Regions from separate parts of the Oryctolagus cuniculus genome. Here region 2 is linked to region 1. The links are chromatin contacts, called in public Micro-C maps. All regions are on one chromosome and are shown on one strand. Each heading gives the region's core, a stretch centred on a gene start, on an enhancer-like site or on the middle of the called end of the contact. The rest is flanking DNA. Distances are from core to core; before and after follow the strand shown. Region 1 holds the start of SGSM2 (small G protein signaling modulator 2). Region 2 overlaps MNT (MAX network transcriptional repressor).

Evidence for each region. Hi-C and Micro-C count contacts between places; a contact is called where the count stands out from the background.
Region 2: a Micro-C map of ear pinna shows a contact between it and region 1, with 3 times the contacts expected there. The contact joins the enhancer-like site here to the promoter of SGSM2 in region 1. A contact is called at or near these places in 2 of 6 Hi-C or Micro-C datasets (ear pinna and skin fibroblasts).

What each region holds. Positions count from the first base shown.
Region 1 is chr17:47,833,437-47,840,595 of mOryCun1.1, forward strand. It overlaps SGSM2 (small G protein signaling modulator 2), which reads left to right and starts at 3,320. Exons shown (of 23, transcript XM_051824504.2): 1 at 3,320-3,631. The coding sequence starts at 3,575. TSR1 (TSR1 ribosome maturation factor) reads right to left here and starts at 3,139. Exons shown (of 15, transcript XM_008270915.4): 1 at 2,252-3,139; 2 at 1,956-2,059; 3 at 1,164-1,383; 4 at 919-1,053; 5 at 122-546. The coding sequence starts at 2,348. It overlaps SRR (serine racemase), which reads left to right. Exons shown (of 9, transcript XM_070061202.1): 9 at 1-106.
Region 2 is chr17:47,879,362-47,886,520 of mOryCun1.1, forward strand. MNT (MAX network transcriptional repressor) reads right to left here. Exons shown (of 6, transcript XM_002718875.5): 2 at 4,371-4,950; 3 at 3,815-3,856; 4 at 3,573-3,684. Among named protein-coding and RNA genes, the nearest start is that of MNT, 7.0 kb to the right of the region's middle. Within about 2 kb of position 3,155, at least 7 of the 8 cell types and tissues checked have an H3K27ac peak or open chromatin away from gene starts, as enhancers often do. A contact at or near this core is called in ear pinna, where this site is marked.

The DNA.
Region 1 (7,159 bases), core at 2,070-4,569:
GATGGAAGACCTCTCTCTCTCTCTCTCTCTCTCTCTCTCCCTCTTCCTCTCTCTGTGTTAACTCTGACTTTTGAATAAATAAATAAATCTTAAAAAAAAAAAAAAAGAACATCAATCTTACCTCCATCGCCATGCCTGGGTCCTTTTGGGGTTTAATCACTCTAGTATTTAAAGGAAAAGGGTCCGTGGGGGCGTCTATCTGTTTCATCTGGAAATCACCATGTCCAACAATATGTAGCAAGCTATTTACATTCAGAGCCTGCCCACGAACATAGCCTGAGAGTTTCAGGGTGCCCACCAAGTTATTCTCTTCACTAGCCACAAAATCAGCAGTGTGGGCAAACAGGTAGGCCCGCCGATCTCGAAATGCAAGATGCCGCTGCTTCTGGTTAGCCAACTGCCTCAGCAGCATCCCTGCCTCCTGCTGAGTGTCTAACAGGAGGAGTTTGTCATCAGGAAAGCGCTTCTCCACTGCTTTACTTAGCTTCTTTCTGGCATCTATTTGTTTCTTCGGTGGAAGGCCAGAAACCCCCTGGACAGCTAGTGCTGTAAGCAAAAGAGAAAGGCTTTTATGACCTATTGCTTCCCTACATGAAAAGCCCCTAGGTCGCACAATCTAACAGTTCAACTGCGAGCCCACGGATTACCAGGAAAACCAACACTTGGCTATCCTAAAGAAATGTCACACTGAAACAAAACTTTTCTTCTTCCTCTGGTCAGCAAATAGCCCAGAGATTTCAAAAAACTAAAACTTTGATGATTTGTAAATAATGGACAAGTTTAATCTGCACATGTATGTTACACCACCAGCTAAATAAAATCCATCAGTATCCCTGTATCAAATGCCAATAATGCTTAGTATAACTGCGCAGTAAGTGCTAATTAATTCCCTAATAGACACTACTCCAACTCACTTACTGTAAGTGGGGAGGCCCTGAGCAAAGAGGCAGGAAAGACAGTAATCCCCAGTGTTGTCCCAGCCTTCTAGAGGATCAAGGAGGAACACGATGGTGTCCGCTACTTTGGCCATATCTAACACAGTATGCAGATCCCCTGGAGATGGAAAACAGGAAGAGGAGATGATTGGCACCAACACGTCGTGTTCAAAATACATGACCATTACTCACACCTAAGGAAAAAAAAAAAACACTGGGTACTCTAACCTGGCCTTGCAGATGTGAAAAACCACCGGTGTTTCAACCGTGGACATAGCAGCATAAAACTTTGGGTGCTGCCCCATACATTCAAGTGGACTGTTCCAGTGTCCGTGTCCTGAAGCAGACGAAAGGCCTCTGACAAGGAAACCCTATTGTGCAGAGGCACCACCAAGACTTGATGAGGAGGGCCATCTTTGCTGCCTAGGTGTCTCTTCTCTGCCAGAACCTGATAACAGAAAGACCAGAGAACATCTCAATCCCTCTATTTCGCTCCAGTATTGCACTTCTAACAGTGCAGATACCCTCACCCCAACTAGATCCCTCATTAATGGTCACATGTATGCCAGGGAAGGGGTGGCAGGAGCTTCAACCCAAGCAAAAAATACTCTAGCACCAAGCCAGGCCTGGACATCCGACATGTGCTTTAGGGTCATTCTCTGTCCCTGGCCGCTTTCCTGGGTCACATTTTCTAGTTCAAGGCCTAGAAGGGTATCATTTCTGGGGGGCACTGCAGGCTAGTGGGTAATGCCACTGCCTGCCATGCCAGCATCCCATATAGGCAAGGGTTCCTGGTTGCTCCACTTCCGGCCCAAGCGCCTGGGCTCCTGCCACCCATGTTGGGAGATCCAGATGAAGCTTCTGGCTCCTGGCTTTGGACTGGCCCAGCCCTGGCTATTGTGGCCCTCTGGGGAGTGAACCAGCGGATCTGTCTCACCCCGTCTAACTCTGCCTTTCAAATAAAATAAATCTTTATCAAGAAGGGGAGCGGTATCATCTCCCAACCCCAGTGCCTCTCACCGCCTCCTTCTTCTGCTTTCGGAGCTGGCTGGCGCGATGCCTCTGGTCGACTCTGCTGAGCTCTTTCCTCGCCTTCTTACATATGACTTTCAGTGCTAGACGGCCTGCAGGGCAGACCAGAAGGGGTTGTTGAGCTCTGCGCCAGAAAAAACAACAACGGGTTCCCTTCTCCACCGCTTAGGAAAGGGCCTTCCGCGAGAGGGGCCCAGGCCGAAATCAGCAGCTCAGTCCGAGCAAGGGGAAAAGCACTTAATAGAGACAAAACAGTCCTTCTTATTCCCACCCTAAGTTCTCACCCTTGTTGTCCCGCTGTGCGGACCCCCGGCCACGATGCCGCCCGCCTTTATGGGCTTTATTCTGCTGCTTGAGAGGGCCCGAGCGGTGAGCCGCCATGCCGCGGTTCACGTGCGCCCGCCAGCACTACTTCCGGGCCAGCTCAAGTGCTTCCGGTGTCCCCCTCGGGGGCGGGGCGGGGGCGGGTCCTCTCCGGGGCGAGGCGGGGCAGGGGCGGGGCTCACGCGTCCTGTCGCTGGGGTCTTTCCCACCAGGCTCTCAACCGGCTCTCAGCAAAGCGGCTGTGGAAACTTTCCCCACGCCGCAGTCTGCGGTTGGGGGCTTCAGAGCCGCGGATGTAAGCTGTCGGTTCAGGGGGGCTGTATTTGCTCCCCTGTGTTTTCACTTTTTGCGCCATAACGTTGCATCACGTAGGAAGATGAATGAAGAGTCCCTTGGTGCGGGAGGCCTAAGCGCATCCTCTCCCGTATTTCCAGGCACGCTGCCGCTCTTCAATTTGCAACAGCAGGTGTTCTTTACCACTTCGAGCAACCTCTCCTCTCCCTCAACGGCCTTGCAGTTCTGAGGCGAATCTCGTGCAAGGCGCTGCTTTCGCTCTCAGTAGCTGCCTCCGAGTCTCCGCCGTCCCCGTTGCTCCAGCCCACGCCCCCACCTCCCACATAAAAACGCCAGTGGGGCCATAGCCAACATGGCGACCCCGAGGGGGACAGACCCTCGAGCCCTCAGCGCTCCCACTTCCTCGCGACTGAAGACACCGGGGCCAGGCGAAGAACGCTGGCTTCCCCGTGGGCACTCGGGCCCTACCAGCTCCCTGTTCTCCTCCCGTCGGAAGAACGAGCAGGGAGAGGATAGGGAGCTTCTAGCTGGAGGGAAGCCACCCCTGGCGCGAGCTGCCACTCTCCCCTCAGTCGCAGGGCCGCGGGGTGCCCCGGTGCCGTGAGGCGCCGGCGGCGGCGGACGCTCACAATGCGGGTCCGCGCCCTCGAGGCGGGAGCGGGCGCGTTGCCATGACAGCGGCCCCGGCGGCACGCGCCCGGCCCCGCCGCCCCCAGGCACGCAGCCTCCTCCGGTCCCGACCTCCCCCTCCCCCGCCCCCAGCTGTGGGAAGGGGCGGGCCTGCCGCCTGACGTCTGTGCGGGGCTCGGAAGATGGCTGCGGAGCCCAGCACCTGGCAGTGGCTGCGGCGGCGGCGGCGGGCGGGGAGCGCGGCGGGCGGGGGCTCTGCCTGTCGTGTGGGGCGCTGAGCCGAGTGGCGCGGAGGCGGAGAGGGCACGCGGGGGGCTTGAGGGGCCGCTCGGCGCCGCCTCCCCGCCAGTCGCCGCACCATGGGCAGCGCGGAGGACGCAGTCAAAGAGAAACTGCTGTGGAACGTGAAAAAGGAGGTAAAGTCGGGGCGAGGACCCCCCGCCCGGGGCCGGGGGTGGGGGGCAGGGACTCCGAGGGTCTCGCGCCAGGTCCCGAGGGGCTGAAAGGTCGGAGCGCGCACCCTCCCGCGCGGGCGCCCACCGGCAGGGCCCGGGCCGGGCGGAGGCGGGGTCCTGGGCGGGCCGCGACGCCGTCCCTTCTAGCAGATCGGGGGTCAGCGCCCCTCGGCCGCAGGGGCTGAGCCGATGCTCCGGGGCTTGTTTGCTTCGCGGTCCCGCGGCTCTCCGCCCCGTGACGGCAGCAGTGCCGGGAGACCGAGGTCGGGGGAGGGGTGGTAGCGATTTCTGGAGAACCGCAGCTGCCCATTCACTGCCCGCGCCTCCTGGGGAGGGGGCGGGGCCGCGCGCGGCCGCCCGGCGGCACTGAGAGCGCTTTCAGGGGGCTTAGCGCCCCTCGTCCTCCACCCCTTTCTCGCATCGCTCTGGCAACTGAGTCGTGGCTGCCGGAGGGTTCTCCGCACACCTCCCTGTTTCTCCCTCCACGCCCACCTGCTTCCCCAGCGACCCGGGTGTGTTTTCTTGAGAATGGTTTCTTAAGACTCTGTTTCTTTCTTTCTTTTTGAGGGAAGCCCCCCACGTCAGAAAGAAACATGCTTTCCTCCACTAACCCCTTTCCTTTGACCCTGCCCAGGAGCCCATTTCGGTTTCCGTGGGGATGGGGGCAGGGGCTGCCCATAGGAATGACTCACCAGGGCTTGAGAGCTGGAAAGCTCAAACCCTGAGGAATAGATCAGAATGAATTGGACGCCCTCCCCCACCTGCCTCTGTGGCCATCATCTGCCAGATGTGTCAGAACCCTGAGAAAGGGAACCCATCTGTTTTGCCCTCTGTATCTGTCAGTGACACTGGGTGATCTTGGGACTGCAAGGCCTGGTGGGAAAGCACAAATTTTGGGATAGTGTGAACTTAGAAGTTACTTAATCTCTGAGTAGTAATAAGGCTCTCATCTCTGAAATAGTAATAAGGCTCTCAACCTCATGTATAAGAATTTACCGTATTGGGTCCTTTACCCATTCTTAGAATTTCAGGATTGGAGAAGGCTCTGGATTCTGATAAAAATCCTGGGAAGCTCAAGATGGTTCTACGTAAACCATGACCTGGCTCCCGTGTCCTGCATTTGTTCCCTTTCCCCTCCACTGTCAAATATTCGTCCATAATTGAAGCTGTCACCTCTCCAGCTTGTGTGAGAAGCTTCCTTATGGTTTTGCTGTGAAATAGCCAAGGAATGGCTTCTGAGGCCAATGATGTATCAAGTGAGCATTTAAGCGCCAACTCTGGTCTCCCCAAGGGAAAGAGAGATCTCAGTGATTAGCCTCAGAAAGGATGCAGTGTACTAATGGAGACTTAGGAGGGAGAGTGTAAACACAGAAGAGTCCCAAGACCCCAACTGTAGACAAATGTGCTAAGATTATTGGTGTGATCCAAATTTGGGGGTCTGTCAAGAAGAATGGGAGAGATTTTTGAGAAGACATTGCTTTTCCTACAGTACTCAGAAGGTTCTCTGTGCCACCTAAGAATGACTCCTGAGGGAGGGGGTGGCAGATGTACAGAATATAACAGAGCTGTGCATCCTACCTGAAAGGGTCATCCTGTTCTGCACTCCCCTTTCAGCTCTTGATTTCCAAAGAAACATATCCTTTCCTCTCCTACGAGAAGGGACAATGGACATAACTAGGCAATGATGGCCTTTCAGGAAGGACCCCTGGTGTAATCCTAGGAGCATGGGTAGGTCCTCCTAACCCCGATGTCTGTTCCACCAGCCTGCTTCAGATGCCTGCCAAGTCTTTAGTTGTGATATGTTTGGTTTCAGTCACTCCCAGTGGCTGGAGCCAGGCCAATCCAAAGCCAGGAGCCAGGAACTTCTTCCAAGTCACCCACGTGGGTACAGGGGCCCAAGCACTTGGGCTATCCTTTGCTGCTTTCCCAGGCACGTTAGCAGGGAGCTGGATTGGAAGTGGAGCGGCTGGGCCTCTAACCTGCGCCCTTATGGGATATAGGCAAGCAGGCACCAGCCCCATCTGGAAAGCTTTTAGCAGTCTGGATTACATGAATTGGGCTGGTCTGGCCCCCTTTTACCCTTTTATCGATGAGCAGTTTCTGGCAAGGAGGAGCCTCTGGGTCCTTCTTCCCTCTTCCTCAGATTTTTGAAGCTATAGTATCTTCCAAACTGCGCAGTCCTGGATGAGGGACTTTAAGGAGTAACGGCAGCATAGGGACACTGCATGCCTGACCAAAGAATGGCAAACACAACTCTGCGTAGAGTTTCCATTATCTGTAGTATTTTACCCTGGGCCCGAAGTAATACAACTTTCTAATCTCCAGTAGTAGTATCTGTCTCCTGGCAGGATTCCCCAGGACATCAGCAGTCCTGCTCAAATTTTGGGAGCAACTGGAACTTCATGCACTGCTGATGAGAGTGTAAATTGGGACAATCATTTTGGAGAGCAATTTGGCAATATCTAGCAATGCAGAGCATATGCATCAGAAATTCCTTGCCTAGAATATAAATTTTAAAAACCTAGCAATATGTTCACCAAAAGACATGTCCAGAATTTCATAGCAGCAGTCTTCATAGCAGCCCCAAACTAGAAACTACCCAGATGACAGTCAGTTGAGATGTGTGAAGAATGAACAATCTATACCTTTCCACAATGTGAACGCATCTCACAATCACACTGTGAGCAAAAGAAACCAGACACAAAACACAGGCACTGAGAAATTCCATTTATAAACAGCGTAAGACCCGTGAAAGAATCTATGGTGTTACAGGTCAGGATAATGGGTACCCTTACATTCGAGTGTTGACTGCGAGGGAACACGACGGTGCTTCACACGTCCTCTTTCTTCTCCAGATGTTGGTTTCCCAGGAGTGTTCAGTTTGTGAAAATTCCCTGAGCTGAGTAATTATAAGCTCTTTTCTCTATCTTTACTGTACAATAAAAGAAAATACTTTAAAAATTAGGTTTTTTAAATAGTGCTTCCTAAAAGAAAGATGTGATACTGCCCACCTTACATGGTATTTGGAAGCCATTATATCCAGATAGGATCCCAGACATCAGAATGTTAGAACCTGGACAGAAAGAGGACTAGGCTTATAAGCTTGTGTCCCTAGGAGGGGGCCTTTCTGTGACCTCAGAGAAGGGGGCAGAAAGGAGTGGCAATGTTTTTAGCTGCAGCCTGTACTGAAACAGTGTGTCCTAAAGGGACCTCTGTCTGCCAGGAAGTCCTCCTCCAGCTGAGCACAGATGAGCAGCCAGCATCCTCTCCCTGACTTTCTTTCTTTCTTTTTTTAAAGATAGATTTATTTATTTATTTATTTATTTATTTATTTATTTATTTATTTGAAAGAGTTTACATAGAGAAAAGAGAGGCAACCTCTCTTTAGCAGTCTTCCATCAGCTGGTTCACTCCCCAGTTAGCCACAACGACCAGCACTGCGCCGATATGAAGCCAGGAGCTTCTTCCAGGTCTCCCACTCAGGTGCAG
Region 2 (7,159 bases), core at 1,905-4,404, 46 kb after region 1:
CCCAGTCTGCACCCCCCCACACCCTGTCTTTCCTGGCCTAAAGCCTCACCAGTACTGCCTCAGGCCTCAGCCCTTCTCAGCATCCATCCTACATGTTTTGTTAAAATAAAATCTTAAGGCCGGCGCCACGGCTCACTTGGCTAATCCTCTGCCTGCGGCACCAGCACCCCAGGTTCTAGTCCTGGTTGGGGTGCCGGAGTCTGTCCCGGTTGCTCCTCTTCCAGTCCCGCTCTCTGCTGTGGCCCAGGAAGGCAGTGGAGGATGGCCCAAGTACTTGGGCCCTGCACCGGCATGGGAGACCAGGAGGAAGCACCTGGCTCCTGGCTTCGGATCAGCGCAGCACGCCGGCCATAGCAGCCATTTGGGGGGTGAACCAACAGAAAGAAGACCTTTCTCTCTGTCTCTCTCTCTCTCTCACTGTCTAACTCTGCCTGTCAAAAAGTAAATAAATAAAATCTTAAAATATTAATTTATTTAAAAAGCAGAGATGCAGAGAGTCTATCTATTGATTCACTATCCAAATGCCCACACTGCCAGGCTGGCCAGGCTGAAGCCAGGAGCCCAGGACTCTTTCTGGGTCTACCACACAGGTGGCAGGGACCCAAGTACTTGACCCCAAGCACAGGCTGCACATTAGCAGGAAGCTGGATCAGAAGCCCAGATTTAAACTGGGTACTCGGATACAGCACGCAGGCGCCATGGCTGCTGTGCCCGGAGCCCTTACAACAAGGAGGGGCTGAGATGGCACTTCACCCACCACTGACTGTGTGACTACTGAGCCGTCCCCTGGGTATGTTCTGATTCCCTCCCAATACATCCTGTCCCCGCTCCCTGTCCAACCTGCACATGGGGGTGTGGACTGTACCCAGGAAGTTCTTGTCTGCACCCTTGGTCCCTGCCCCCCTCCAAGGCTTACGAGCCCAGGGCTAGGTGTGGAACTCGGCACCTCCCTGCCTGTCCCGTAGCTGCTCTCCCTCCCAGCACCCAATATACTGGAGTGTCCTCCCCTCTCCCAGTACTCCCTAGGGGTAGTTCTGCCCACACTGCCAAAGCATTTCCTGACTGGGCTCCAAACCCTGGCCCAAACCCTCCAGTGAAAGACACCTCAAGCCATGTGCCCAGAGAGAGCCTTGCTCTGGCCTGGCCTCATCTGTCACCCTGGCTTTGAGTTTAACCCGCATCTCCTCTTCTCCCCATACTGCTGCCAGAAAGGTAGAGTGGGAAAGACCTGCTCTCCCCTTCACACACACACACGTGTGGCGACATCACACCAGGCCCCAGGGAGTCAGCGCTCCTTCAACCTGGCTGCTGCCCCCCGGAGGGCAGGCCATGCGGGGGCCTGGGAGCCGAGAACCAGGGGCCAAACCTCCTCTTCTCACCTAGTTCTGTTCTCCACCAGTCTACAGACCCCAGAAACTTTCCCCTGACCCCAACTTCAGTCCACTGTGCTTCAAATTAAACCCATTTCCTTTTCCAGCTACCTGGACACACCCTCTGGCCTCTGTCCACTTCACCATGGCTGTCTTCAGATGTTTCAGCCCTGCCCCCCAGGGCACTCAGGAGTCTGGCTGGAGGCCTTCCCGCAGCTTCCACACCTGCTGTCCCCACCCCCACAGGGCAACGCTCCCGACCATACTGTACTTCCAAAACTGCACCCTGCTCCCTCCTGGAGACGCGTGGGCCCCGCGCTGGGCTCTCTGCCCTCCACTGAGCCTGGCTCACTCTGATGACCTGCAGCTTCCCTAACTCCCCAGCACAGGTCTTGCCACCCCTGCGTCTATTCCGCCCTCATAGCACGGAACCCTGCAAGTCTGCTTGTTTATAATCCACCACAAAACCAAACCCACGCAGACGGTCGGTGACCCACTTTTCTTTGCTCTGAACTGTATTCTTAGATCCAGGACCTGGCTAAAGCAAAACAGAGGGCTCAGTCTCGTGATCTCCGACTGCCTCTGCTTCCAATCCAGCACCAGGATCGTCCTACAGCCAGCCTGGCGTCCACCCCACTGCCTACTCGGCTTCATTCTGCGGCTTCCGTGTCATGTTTGAACTGCTAAGAATCATTTGCAGAGGCGATCTCAATTAACCCTCCCAACATCCCCATGACGAACACATTATTACTTTTTCCTATTTAATATCATCCTATAGGAGAGTAAGCCGGATATGCATAGAAAGCATCATAGCACGTGGGCTGAGATTTGCTCGAGACAGTACTGCAAAAGGACCAGTAACCTACACCCAAGCCCAAATTCTGCAAAAACTACTCCAGAAATAAGCCAGTCAGGCTCTCTCAGCCTCCTGCGGAGCCTCCGCAGCCCGGAGGCCCCGCCCCCCGGAGCACGCGCGCACCCACGCGGACCGGCTTTGCTGCGTCACTGCCCGCCCGTCGCACCCTCCCCCCGCCCCGCCGCGCGCGCTCTGGGGCCCCGCCCCCGGCCAACCCGGCCAACCCGCGTCCTGGTCCCGCCCCTGCCGGCTGCCGGGAAGCAGCCTGGAGACGCGCCAGCCCCTCCCCCTCGGCCAGGCGGGCGGAAAAGCGCGCGATCGCGCGGGGCAGGGAGGGCACCGCGGCCGGGCGCCACGGCGAAGCGGTGCCTCCGCCCCCCCAGCAAGTCAGGCTCCGGTTACTTCAGGGCTGTGACCCCGCAGTCGAAGCCGGGGGAGGGGCGGCGCCCCGTCTCGGGCTCCTCGTCGGGCCGGCCCTCCTAGCCACTCCCCCGCGGGGGCCGTGACGCCTCCCAGCACCCAGAGCTCCCCGAGGGGAGCCGACGGGGAGACCCCGAGGCTCATCCCGCCCCCGCCCGCGACGCGGCAGGGAGCCCGAAGTCCCTCCCCTTCCCCAACGGCTCCGCGGAAGCCGGCCGAGGCCGCCCGCCCCATCCCCCACAGCCTCCCGACGCGCGGAGCCCTCCGCTGGTTTCCAGGGAAACCGAAACTCCGGCCGCCATGGCAACGGTCTTATCTGGCAGGGCCGGAGGGAGCCGGCGCGCTGAGGGAGGGGACGCGCGGCTCGGGGGGCCCCTGAGAGACACCGTTGTATAAACCGAGAGGGAGGGAGGCGGAATTTTGTAAGGCTCGGTGGCTCTGGAGCTACTCATCACCCACTCAGACGACCGCATTCCAACCCCAATCCTGGGCGCGCGCCCAGAGGGTAGTAACCCGCTCAGGAGTCGAAGCGGGGCGCTTCAGGCCCGCAGTGAGAACGGAGACCACGCCCTGGGCCCCCTCCCACCCCCACACACAGGCTGAGTCCGCGGGGAGGCGCCCAGAGAGGGGGTCGGCCTCGGGTTCCACACTGAGCGAGACCGCAGAGCGCGCGCTGCAAGCCTCGGGGACGCCAGGGCGCGCGCGCAGGGGAGGGAAGCGCCGCCGCCGCCGCCCCGCGCACGCGCGCCCTCCGCCCGCCCCCTCCCGGGCAGGGAGCCCCGCTGACGTCACCGGGCCATGTGCTCAGCGCCCGCGTGGAGGCGGGCGGGGGAGCCGGCGGAGCGGGAGGGCGGGGCGGGGCCGCAGCCGCAGCGAGGTGGGGAGGAAGCTGGCGCCCTGCGCGCGGCCGCTCCCCTCCCCCGTACCTGGATGTACCGCAGCGCCGTCCGAAGCACGCTCAGATTCGACGTCTTCTTGTCGTCCACGTTGGGGATGTTACGCTTCAGGGTCTCAAAGCATTCCTTCAGATGGGCCCTCCTGGGGAGAGGGAGCCAGGGGGTCAGCCAGCGCCGAGGGGCCTGGAGAGGCCTGGGCTGGGGCGCGCACAGAGGGCAAGCCTGAGGGGACCAGGAGCGGGCGGGGCACACACGCACGCGCGTACACACACCTGTTCTTCTCCAGTTTGTTGTGGACTTCTCTGGTTCCGATCCTGAAACCCAGGCAGACAGGAGGATCAGGGAGGAGGACGCATTAGGCGGCCTTCCGGACCTCCACCCCACCCCTACCCCGCCGCCAACCCCCATGAGCGGCAGGCATTTTGTCCCCAACATTCTCTCTGTAGAAGCAGAGGTGGCAGATGTTGGCATCCTCCACCCCCGGAAGGCGCATCTTTGCTCAGAATCCCCAACCCTTGGAACCCTCCATCCCACGCACCCAACCACAAGGCCACAGGAGGGCTCCTGGGCCTCAGAGAAGCTGCCAGTGACCCCAGTCCTTATCCAAAGGGCCCACAATCCAATACTCGGTCTAAAGGCTTGGAAATGTCATAAACCAACCCCAGCGTGGCAGGGGTCAGAGGACATCGGCAGTTGACTCCCAGCTAGAGACACAGTGAGAAGGCGGCGGGCAGGTGGGGCTGGCCTCCGGATGGCTAGCGTGGCAGGGCCCCTTCTCTTGCGCGCTCCTCTCCAGCCCCCCAGCCCTGACTGCCACCCCTCACTCACCCCCCGGGCCTCTTCTTCTGTTCGCTGGATTTGACTTCTTCAGCTGGTGCCAGCTTCAGGGTCCCGAGGGTGGTTGGGGGTGGCTGCTGGGGGGCCAGCTGAGGCTGGACGCCAGGGTGTGGTGCTATGGTCAGGATGGGTGTGGGGAGGGGCTGCAGAGGTTTGGGACTGCCGGTGGGTGGGACTGTGGTCTTTGAGTCAGGCAGCAGGGGTGTGGGGGTGGGCACCTGTGGCCTGGTGGGCAAGGGTGCTGGCTCCTTAATGCTGAGTCCAGGGGTGCCCACCAGGGCTGGCTGGCGAGGCGCCAGGGGCAGAGGCTGGGCTGGGGGTGGCAGTGGTGGGGGTGGGGGCAGCGCCTGAGGGGAGTTGGTCACTACAGGAATAGGAATGACAGTGAGTGGGGTGGGAGTGGCCAGTGGAGGAGGGGGTGCCGGCGGAGGTGCTGGGGGCGACAGAGGCAGTGGTGGCGCCTCCACGCGGGGCTCCTCCAGAGGCAGGGCATGGGCCAGCCTGGTCAGGCTACTGGTTTTCTTCTGCTCCTGCTCTCGTTCCCGCTCCAAGCGAAGCCGCTCCTGCTCCTCTATGCAGAGAACACGGGGAGGAGGGGGTGTCTCAGCAGGGCCAGTGGACCTGGGCCCCAGCCTCACCTGTCCTCTGGCCCTAAGCCATCCTTGGACCCGCCCAGACAGCTCTCAGTGACCCCTGTGCCTGCCCCTGGGGGCTCACAGTCCGGGGCAGGGGCAGGAGGACGCACAATGACAGAACCACTCAGCGGGGCAAGGACCGAGTGGCCGCAAGGCCGAGCAGGGCCTGCCAGAGACCTGCAGCAGGCAGGGCAGCCTGGAGGTGCAGGGGTGAGCAGGGAAGAGTCGGAAGCAACAGGGCTGCGGAGACCAGAGACAGCTGAGGAAGCTGCGGAGCTGGGCAGAGATGGGCGCACAAAAGACTTCGGTAACCACAGGACAATGGAGGCTTCTTTGGAAGCCAGTATCTGCTGGAGGGCAGGCGGGGCCTTCGTCTCACAGACAGAAGCAGTGAAACCCAGAGAGGCACAGTGACCCGTTGAAGGTCACACAGCAAATCTCCTGACGCTGTAGCGGATGCCCTGTCCTTGCTGGGTCAACACCTCCTCACTAGGAGTCTTCTCACATCCATTCCCTTCTGCCTGGGTGCTCGCAAGAGCCCACATCACAGGCACGCACTGCCCACTCCCAGGCTAGGGTTCAAGGCCTGCTTTCTTCAGCGAATCGCTCAAAACACACACACACTTGGCTCCCGCCTGCCCCTTCTCATGCTAGAACTCATTTCTCTCCAGCCCCTGCCTCCTGTGCCCACCATTTCCAGTGCAGACTGGAGAAAGAGGTGGACAGAAGCTGGGCTTTTTCCTGGGGATCAGACAGGGCAAGAGCAGGCAGCTGCACCCTGCGTGCCCCTGGTCTGTAGCCCCCAGGCCAGCCCTCACCCTCTGCTGACTAACAGGCCGGGAGACACACCCCAAACAGGTGGGAGCGCATCACTGCCCCCCCACAAGTCTGACTGGCTCAGAGGCCCCAGCAGACCTGAGTCCTTGGGGCCCTCTGGCCAATCAACAACTTGAGAGTGAGCCAACCCTGCTCCCAGCCCCTCCCTGCTGCAAAGGAGAAGAGGCAAAGGAGGAAGTGGAGGGGGAAGGTCCGGAGGGGGGGCGCTCGGCGGTTTCCAGCAGTCCAGGGGCTGGCCAGTCAGGAGGCCTCTTCCGTGTCCCCCCTGGCCTGCAGGAAGGAGAAATGCCGGGCCTCCTCCCTCCCTGCCCCCGGCACAGGCATGCTGACAGCCACACAGAAAACCAGCTCTCTGCACTCCAGCTCCCCACAAACCACAATGGCACAGAAGCCAGCTGAGTTCCAGCTACAAAGCCCTTCTCAGGCCCAGCTGGGACACCCTGTCTGCTCTCCCACCCTGCTCTCCCCCTGCCCCCCAGGTGAGGTCCTCAAACTCAGAGCCCCACACAGCCCCCATCTCCATTCCTTTGACTGACTTAAGACCCAAACTTTCATTAGCCTTGGGGCCACTGCTCCACCATACACAGGCAGAGGACAGACAGGGCCCCACGTCCCAAGCACAGGTGCTCTGAGAACCCAGACTGAAGTCAAACCCCATATTCTCATATTTTATTTTTAAAAATTTATTTCTGCTTTACTTGAAAGGCAGAAAGAGACAAAGGGAGATCTTCCAACCACTGTTTCACTGCCTCCCAAAAGGCCCACAGCAGCCAGAGCAGGGCCAGGATGTAGCCAGAAGTCAGGAACTCTATCCGGGTCTCCCACACAGGTGGTAGGGTCCAAGCAGCTGGACCACCATCTGCTGCCTCTGGGTACACATTAGCAGGAATGGTGGACTGGAAGTGGAGCCAGGACTTGAACCAGGCACTCCAATGTGGGATGCAGGTGACCCAAGCAGTGCCATAACCACTGAGCCACGGGCTCAACTCCAAGGCTCACCTAGGAAATGGCCACTTGCTCCTCACCTAGCCTCTCTCTTGCAGAGTCAGGCAGGTATACCTCACAGGTGCCGGGGAGGAAGAGCGCCGTGGGACCTCGGCCAGCACGGCACAGCTTGCCTGCTGCTGAAGAAGGGGCATCTCAGGCCGATCTAGTCCATCCAAGATCTCTGCCCCCTCCCCTGCTCTGATTCCTTCCTGGGCCAGTGCCTAAGAGGGGAAGCGAACTGGCAATAGCCAGGGCCGCCCTCAGGAGCAACCTGTGTTCAGGCACTTTCAAAAAGCACCCTGCTGCGTTCACAGTGCACAC